2 separate regions of the Sus scrofa genome follow, and region 1 is linked to region 2. The links are chromatin contacts, called in public Hi-C maps. All regions are on one chromosome and are shown on one strand. Each heading gives the region's core, a stretch centred on a gene start, on an enhancer-like site or on the middle of the called end of the contact. The rest is flanking DNA. Distances are from core to core; before and after follow the strand shown. Region 1 overlaps VCL (vinculin). Region 2 holds the start of CAMK2G (calcium/calmodulin dependent protein kinase II gamma).

Region 1 (4,114 bases), core at 96-2,595, 200 kb after region 2:
TGAGGACATGTCTCTACTTGCAAGTAGTATAAGACCTGACCATCAGAGATGAAAACAAATGTTATTTTCATCACATAACAAGAAACATGGAGATAGGTGGCCCTGGCATCAGTTCAGCAGCTTGACACCATGAGAGCTGCCATCTCTGTGATTCTTTTGGTCTTTGCCTCACCATCTGAGATGGCTGTTACAGCCCTAGGCATTATGTTCTAGGCAGTAAGAAATGAGGAATGGGGGCACTCCAGTCAGAACCCTCCCTTTGATTAGGGTACTGTATTCTCAGCACAGAAGTCAGGACAATTCTTTTAAATCATTTGATGTCATTCTTGCACTCAAACCTGTCAGCTGACGCTTCCCTGTCCCAGAGTGAAGCCAGAGTCCTTCAGTGAACAGTAAAGACAGTGATGAGCTGGTAGAACAGTTCTCCAGGAAAAAACAAACAGAAACAACAACAGAAAAGGTCCTGATTTGCAATGTTTGTTGATTTCCATGATGCAAATACACTCCCATGATGGCTGTTCAGTGTGAGGTCTCTGTAAGCAGAGGTGGGAAGAGAGGAGTATATTTGGCTTTTATGAACTTGGGTGAGTTGGTACAAGTGGCTCCATCATCACATCTCTGCATCTGGTGTTGTATTCCCAGTATTCCTTGTTTATGTTTATATGTTCTAACCCTGGGGCCCTTGCTCTTGTTCTGTTGGAAAATTATGAGTCACCACTAACCCTTCCCTTCATCTTCCCACATTGATAAATTAAGACAAGCTGATTTGATCCCACAAATATTTCTTGAAGCCTTTCCAATTTCCATTCATGTTGCCACAGCTCTCGTGGTCTGATCCTGGTCCCCTGCTGCTTGAATGACTGCTAAGCTGTGTCTGGTCTTCTTTGAATCTGTCCGTAGGCCACCGATAAGATAAAAATACAAATCTGACCCTGTTACTTTCCTGTTTAATCCCTATGGTGGCCCTTACCTTTCACACAGGAGAAAACCAGAGCTCTGTGGTCTGGCCTCTAATACTCTATCTATCCCCGTTTTCCACAAAACGCTGCCTTTCCGTTCACGCCCCAGCAATACCTCATTGCTTATAGTTTCCTGACTACTCTGACCTTTCTCCCCTCTACATCTTTGTTCTTTCTCTCTAATTACTGAGATGGTCAACCAAACTCAGCAACAGGCCTTCAGATCCAGAGTGTGGGAGGCCAGCCAAAGACTGAGGCCAGGAGATCAGAGATTTAGGCAGAGATTCTGAGTAATAAATGACAAGAACTCAGGGGCTGGGATGGGGAAGAGGCTTGAGTGGGTAAACATAGTACCCTGGTGATGAGACTGGAGCCTGCTTTTGAACCAGGAGACTTGGGAGATTGTCCACTGGGAGCTGGAACTTGTCTCCAAGGATGGGCAGGTAGACCCTCAGGAGGAAGCAAAGAGGACAGATTCTGCCAGGTGGTTCCTGACCTGCTCTGTGTATGGTATAAGGCTCACCAGGGCTGTTGGCTATACCTTGCTTCAAGCATCAACTCTAATAATGTTATACAAACAAATAATAGGAGGGCTTTTGTCACTTTCGGGTAAATGGTCCCTTTCATGGTATGCGAACTTGCATGATAGCATTGTCGAAGCAGAAGTTAACTTTTAAAAAAATGTGAGTGCTGAGCAATTAATTCGGTGGAGAGTTTTGCATTTGGGGTGACAGAAGTCAGCCATCCTTACCCTTGTGTCAGGTCTGGATGTGAGCACCAGCTATCGTTTCACCCGAGGTCAGGGGCAGGGTTTTTACAACATTAATGGTAATGGGATACGTGAGGGAGCTGCTCTGAGGAGGCTGGAGTTCTGCTTAGGACTCTGTGGATATTCTTGGCCTTTAATGCACCCAGCCACCTACACTGGAGCCTCGAGTGGGTTTTCTATCTTCACATTAGAGGATAAGTCTTTTGGGAACAGGGATTATTTGTCTTTGCATGCCATGAACTCCTAATTGCAGACTACACAGTGCTCTAAGTCCTGTTTGCTCTTGGTTGAACTGAAATTCAAGGGTGTGTGATGCTTATGGCTGAAGCTCTCAGGAGATCTGGCAAAGCCGAGCCTTGATGTTTGACTGTTGTCTTATTACCTAGAGTTTGATGTCATCTCATAAAGTCTTTGTTCAAGTAGTTGCTGCCTCTGCTTAAAGAGAGACTTTTTCTCAGGCTGCCCGAACCATTTTCTTGAAATAAAATTTCTTAATATCTTTGTCTTTTCCTCAAGGTGTTTGATGAGAGGGCAGCTAACTTTGAAAACCATTCAGGAAGGCTTGGTGCCACAGCAGAGAAGGCGGCTGCAGTTGGAACTGCTAATAAATCAACAGTAGAAGGCATTCAGGCCTCAGTGAAGACAGCCCGAGAACTCACACCCCAGGTGGGTTTCACTCCTTCTTTTATTATGCGCTCACCATATAGTAAGTGAAGTTAATTGCAGAAGAGTTTCTACACATTTTTGAACACTTACTGTAAAACATCTTGGAAAAACCCACACAGCCCCATAAATCCTTTTTATATTATTGGAATTTTTTACAATCATCATAGATTAGTTTTGAGAGTAGAGAAAACTGGTAAAGCACACTCCCCCCCCCGCCCCCTAGCATAATTAGGGAAACATTTGGATAGTCTTGAGGGGTAATTTGTTTTGATTTTAGCATTTATTAGGCCTTTCCCCATGTTTTTTTGAGAGTATTTAAAAAGTTTGTATCCATAATTTGTTTTCCTTTTCTACTTAATTGTATAACCAAGCGATAGCTAGTGTGCTGTGAACAGTATATTGGAAGAGTGGGAACAAAAGAAAACAAATTGGACAGGAATTAAAGTTCTGGTACCTGATAGATGTTCTTAAAAATATTGGTTCAGGGGTTCCTGTTGTGGCACAGCGGAAACCTGACTAGGAACCATGAGGTTGCGGGTTCGATCCCTGTCCCTGCTCAGTGGGTTAAGGATCTGGTGTTGCCGTGAGTTGTGGTGTAGGTCACAGATGCAGCTCAGATCTGGCATTGCTGCGGCTGTGGTGTAGGCCTGCAACTGTAGTTCTGATTAACCTGGGAATCTCCATATGCCATATGCCACACGTGTGGCCCTAAAAAGATGAAAAAAAAAAAATAGGTTCAGCATCCTGTAGTATGATATTTGAGTGTTTTTTCTAATTATATTATAGAGAATTCATTATTTTTTCATTCATTTACTCAGCAGATATGTTTTGAGTGCCTGTGATACATTAGGAACTGTCTGGGCTTTATAAATTGGTGATACTGGCTTTGGTGAGGGCTTGTGGGCAGAGACAGGGGAAATAATCATGTCTCTTAATTGCCCGTGTGGCATGTGAACAAGTTGGATTCTCTTGAAAAATCATACTTGTCTAGCTTTTTGTTTTTTTATTGTTTTGGCTGTACCCGAAGCATGTGGATGTTCCTGGCAGGGATGGAACTTGTGCCACAGCAGTGACCTGAGCTGCTGCAGTGATAATGCCTGATCCCTCACCAGATGTGCCACATGGGGCTTCCTTTTTTTTTGTCTTTTTATCTTTCTAGGGCTGCACCTGCGGCATATGGAGGTTCTCAGGCTAGGGGTCCAGTTGGAGCTATAGCCACCGGCCTACACCACAGCCACAGCATTGCAGGATCCGAGCTGCTTCTGTGACCTACACCACAGCTCATGGCAACACGGGATCCTTAACCCATTGAGTGAGGCTAGGGATCAAACCTGCGTCCTCATGGATACTAGTCGGGTTCGTTAACCACTGAGCCGCAACGGGAACTCCAAGGGACTTCCTTTTTTTTTTTTTTTTTTTTTGTCTTTTTGTTGTTGTTGTTGCTATTTCTTGGGCCGCTCCCTCGGCATATGGAGGTTCCCAGGCCAGGGGTCCAATTGGAGCTGTAGCCACCGGCCTACGCCAGAGCCACAGCAACGCAGGATCTGAGCCGCGTCTGCAACCTACACCACAGCTCACGGCAACGCCGTATCGTTAACCCACTGAGCAAGGGCAGGGACCAAACCCGCAACCTCATGGTTCCTAGTCGGATTCGTTAACCACTGCGCCACGACGGGAACTCCGGGACTTCCTTTTTTAAAAAAAAATTTCATAGGAGTTC
Region 2 (4,039 bases), core at 396-2,895:
ATGGGGAATACTCACCCCGGGCAGATAACTTCTTGGTATTGATGATTTTTGCTGCATATTCCTGCGTGGAGGTTTTCTTCACACACCTGCGGACCACAGAGAAAGCACCCCTGGAGGGAGAAGAGGGAAAGAACTGGGACACGGAGCAGAGCAGAGAGACACAAACACACTTCAGATCTGAGGACAGCTTTGCTCCCATCACCAGACTTTAGTCAAAATAACACACACACACATCAGCATAGTGACTATCACCATGGGTGGTGACTATCACCAACCAACATGGGGCAGAAGGATGTGGCCTCTGTGGGACACTCCACAAATGTGGGTGGAGGACCACCCTACTCTCATGCCCACATCTAGCCGCTGGGCAAAGCAACAGCCCTAACCTCAGGCTGTGCGTCAAGAGCTGGTGGGAGATGCATAAAACACACACCTGCTGCTTCTCAGACAGCCCTGCAGTCCCAGCCAACAGAACCCGGAGAAGGGAAGAGACCCTGCCCTTTTCTCAGCAGAACAGTCGAGGGTAGGAGAAGAGATTAATTAAAAGAGGGTATAATCCCCTGAGAGAGAAATCTTCCTCAACCATGGGGGAAGGTGAGGAAAGTGAGGCTCAAATCCCCCTCAACCGGCTTCACCCCACTGCGTTTACCGGCTCAACAGACAGCAGGGAAAGAGGGAGTCCAGCTGTGGGTTTCAGACATCAACAGCTCCCCTTCCCCATGACATTTCCCTCTATGTCCCCCCTCCCCCGAATAGGAGCTCGCACTCTCCAGCTCTGGAAACGTCTAGGGGGGCGGGCAGGGCGGGGGCTGCAGTGGCCGGGCTCGGAGCCGCGGGGTGGGGTGGGGGGGGACCGGGGCTGCTGCAGCGGCCAGCTCAGTGCGGAGGGGAGGGGGATGCTGCGGCTGCGGCGCGCGGCTCCCGGGACCACTGCAGGGATTGGGGGAGGGGACTGGGGTGCTGCAGCACTGCCCAGCAGCGGGGCTGGGATCCTGGAAGCGGCAACAGCCGGGGGCGGGGCTGGGCACCAAACATCCCCCCACACTCCGGCACCGCAGCAGGGTTAGAGCTGCAGGGCCGGGGAGGGTCCTGAGCGCCAGGCGAGTGGAACATGGGACAGGATGCTGAGTGAGCTCGTGAACAGGGTGGGGAGGGGGCAGTGAGCAGGCGGGGTCGGGATGTGGGGTGCCTGAAGGGTGAGGGAGGGGCGGGGCTGGAGGGCGCCCAGGAGCGGTCCAGGGGCTGCAGTCTCCGCGGCAGCGCGGGGTGCAGCAGCCCGGGCAGCTGCTGCTGCAGGGCGCGGAGGGGACTGCGGGGCAAGGAGCTGGGGGCGAAGGGGCCCCCAGAGGCGGCTGGCGGGAAAGGCTGGGGGTGGGGCAGGCCGAGGGGGCGCTGCAGCGGCCGGTGCAGGGCGGGGGGGCGGGGCGAGGAGCCGCATAGCGCCCGGGCGGCTAGAGCAGGGTGGGGGGCCCCGGCCGGCGGCGGGCGGACCGTACTTGCCGAGCTCCTCGAAGAGCTGGTAGTCGTCGGTGAAGCGGGTGCAGGTGGCGGTGGTGGCCATGCTGGCGGGCGGGCGGACGCGGCGGTGCAGCCCGCGCCGACGTCGGTGCACAGTCACCGCCGCCCGGCCGAGGGAGCAAGAGGAGGAGACGGGGCTGAGCCCGGCAGCACCGCGAGACTTTACCGGGGAGAGCGAGGGAGGGAGGAACACCCCCGCGCCGCCCGCCCGCCCCGCCCCCAGCCCCGCCGGCCCCCCGCCCGGCCCCCGGACCGCCCCCGGGGAGGGGCCTCCCGCCGCGGGCCCCGCCCCGCCCAGGGAGCAGCCGGAGCTGGGCTGTGATCGCTGGGGAGTAAAGGGGATCGCGGGGCGGGGGTCTCAGTCCTGGGCTACCTACCCAGGCGGGGCTGAAAGGTTCGCGACCTGTGGGCTAGTCCCAGGGCAGACCCTACAAGTGCTCAGAATGTGCGTGCGAGTGTGTGTGTGTTGGGAGTATGCAGAGGTCTGGCCCATTGAGTTCTCTGGCGGGTCGCTACGCACGGGTCCTAAGCCCCGAGTCCGGCTCACACCATGTGGGGAGAGAGCCAAGGTCAAAAAGCAGGTTTTAGACAGCACACTCACGAAGCGCCCCCAGTCTGTGCAGAGCCAGCTCTCAGCTGCCTTCCCTCGGGAAGCTGACAGTCTAGACTTGTGTAAGCATCAAGGCCATTATTAGATAAAACCTTTCAGGCACGGTTTGTTCAGGGAGACCAGGCCAGAGCCAAGGATGCAAGTGGAACTCTGCCTTCCTGCACTCCAGTCTTAGAGAAGAGAGAATGTTCTCTCCTGCCAGCAATGAAAGGGATGAAGTGGGAACCATGTAGAAAAGGTTTTGTGTGCTGTGGGCTAGAAGAGCAGGTGGAAGGAAGGAGAAAATAGCCCCATTTTTTTGCAAGCACCCTTTATTTTTATTTTATGGCACTCATCACATTGTGTAATGATATGTTTACTGCTGTGAGAGGCAGTAGAGCTAGAGCATGGCTGTCTGAGGGAACTCTGGGGTAAGACTGCCTGGCTTGGATTCCTGGGCAACTCACTGATCAGCTATGTGACATTAGAAAAGTCACTTTCTAATTTGCTTCAGTTACCTTATCTGAAAACTGATAATAAAGAATAATAGTAACTAACTACCTCACAGAGTTTGGAGTATTAAAAGGACTAAATCACATAAAGTACTTAGAATAGTACCTGATACCTAATTAGAACAGTGGTAGCTATTTGTTTAATATTTGCTGTCTCACTGAATTGTAATAGGGCAGGGCCTCTGCCTCCTTCACCACTGTATACTTAGATCCAGACCCTCAGTAAATATTTGTGAATGAGGCTACTTTTTGGGGCTCTGGCAGGAGTTACCATCCCTTTCTCTTTCCCCATTGTCAGAGGATGGTAGGACTGAGGCACATAACTGTCTTAGTGGAGGAGAAACAGGCTGGGCAGGTTCCTGACCTGCCCGGGCAGCTGTACCCCAAGTCAGAGGCCAGCTCCTGCTGGGCAGGGCAGAGCTCAGCTCAATGCTGCAGCTCAGTCTGAATTACAGGGGACTCCCCCTGGGAGTCAGGCATCCCAGTTGACAGGCTGGATCACCCAGAGCAGACAACTGAGAGGCTGAGAGGCATCCTAGCCTCCTCCTAGGCTGCTTCCCTGAGGGGGTGGGTGGAGCAAAGCTCCCCTGGAGGGTTCCTCTCTTCTCACCCAGCTGCCCTTGGAGCTGGTCTGAGAACCAGACTGCCCAGTGGAGGCAATTAAAGGGATATGAGAGGTAAAGCACTAACTGATTGCCTGGGAGGAGGGTAGAGGGCAGAAGAAAAGGGTTGAGGTGACAATATCATGCCCCACCCCTTCCCAGGGCAACAGGAAATAAAGCGCTGGGGAGTAGGGCCACTTCCTATCTTGAAGCACCTGGGTAAGGGCCTGGTTCCAAGTCCCAGTGTGTGGCAGGGCAATGAGATTGTGTACATGAGGATGACAGTAAATCATCCACATTAAGGGCAGAAGCAATGGCCAGCCTTCATGTCTGCACTCCAGTAACAGGGCCTGCATATTAGTTAGTCATCAATGTGCCCTTCCTGAGCCCTCAAGGCAACTTGGTTCCTGACCTCCAGATGCTGAAACTTTATATTCACTAATGTAAGGTGGAGTGAGAAGATACAGAGAGGTCAGAACAAGCAGAGACCAGGGCTGCCGTGGAGGGCCCTAGGCTGTCCCAGGGGAAAACAGAAAAAACAGGACTACAACCCTGACCTGTTCCCAACTGAGAGTAAGAGTTTTACCACCTCACCTCTCAGGAAGTTCCTGTGTGGGGCAGCAGGTTACGGATCTGGTGTTGCCAAGGCTGTGACGCAGGTCACAGCTGCTGCACAGGTTTGATCCCTGGCCCAGGAACTTCCACATGTCTCGCCTGCAGCCAGACCACCCCTTGACCCCAAATAACCAAAAACAAGTACTACCTCACTCCCCCCCGACTCCTGCCACTCTCATCAGCTCAGACTCCAATGTGGCCAC

The links. Hi-C and Micro-C count contacts between places; a contact is called where the count stands out from the background.
Region 1: a contact with region 2 is called in a Hi-C map of adipose tissue, with 2.5 times the contacts expected there. The contact joins the enhancer-like site here to the promoter of CAMK2G in region 2. A contact is called at or near these places in 1 of 5 promoter capture datasets (liver), 23 of 47 Hi-C or Micro-C datasets (adipose tissue, alveolar macrophages, blood and 13 more) and 2 of 2 datasets of contacts at active chromatin or transcription factors (alveolar macrophages and skeletal muscle).

Annotation. Positions count from the first base shown.
Region 1 is chr14:76,790,771-76,794,884 of Sscrofa11.1, forward strand. It overlaps VCL (vinculin), which reads left to right. Exons shown (of 21, transcript NM_213934.1): 14 at 2,245-2,394. Among named protein-coding and RNA genes, the nearest start is that of AP3M1, 43 kb to the right of the region's middle. Within about 2 kb of position 1,346, at least 2 of the 83 cell types and tissues checked have an H3K27ac peak or open chromatin away from gene starts, as enhancers often do. A contact at or near this core is called in adipose tissue, where this site is marked.
Region 2 is chr14:76,590,899-76,594,937 of Sscrofa11.1, forward strand. CAMK2G (calcium/calmodulin dependent protein kinase II gamma) reads right to left here and starts at 1,646. Exons shown (of 21, transcript NM_214193.1): 1 at 1,497-1,646; 2 at 16-110. The coding sequence starts at 1,561.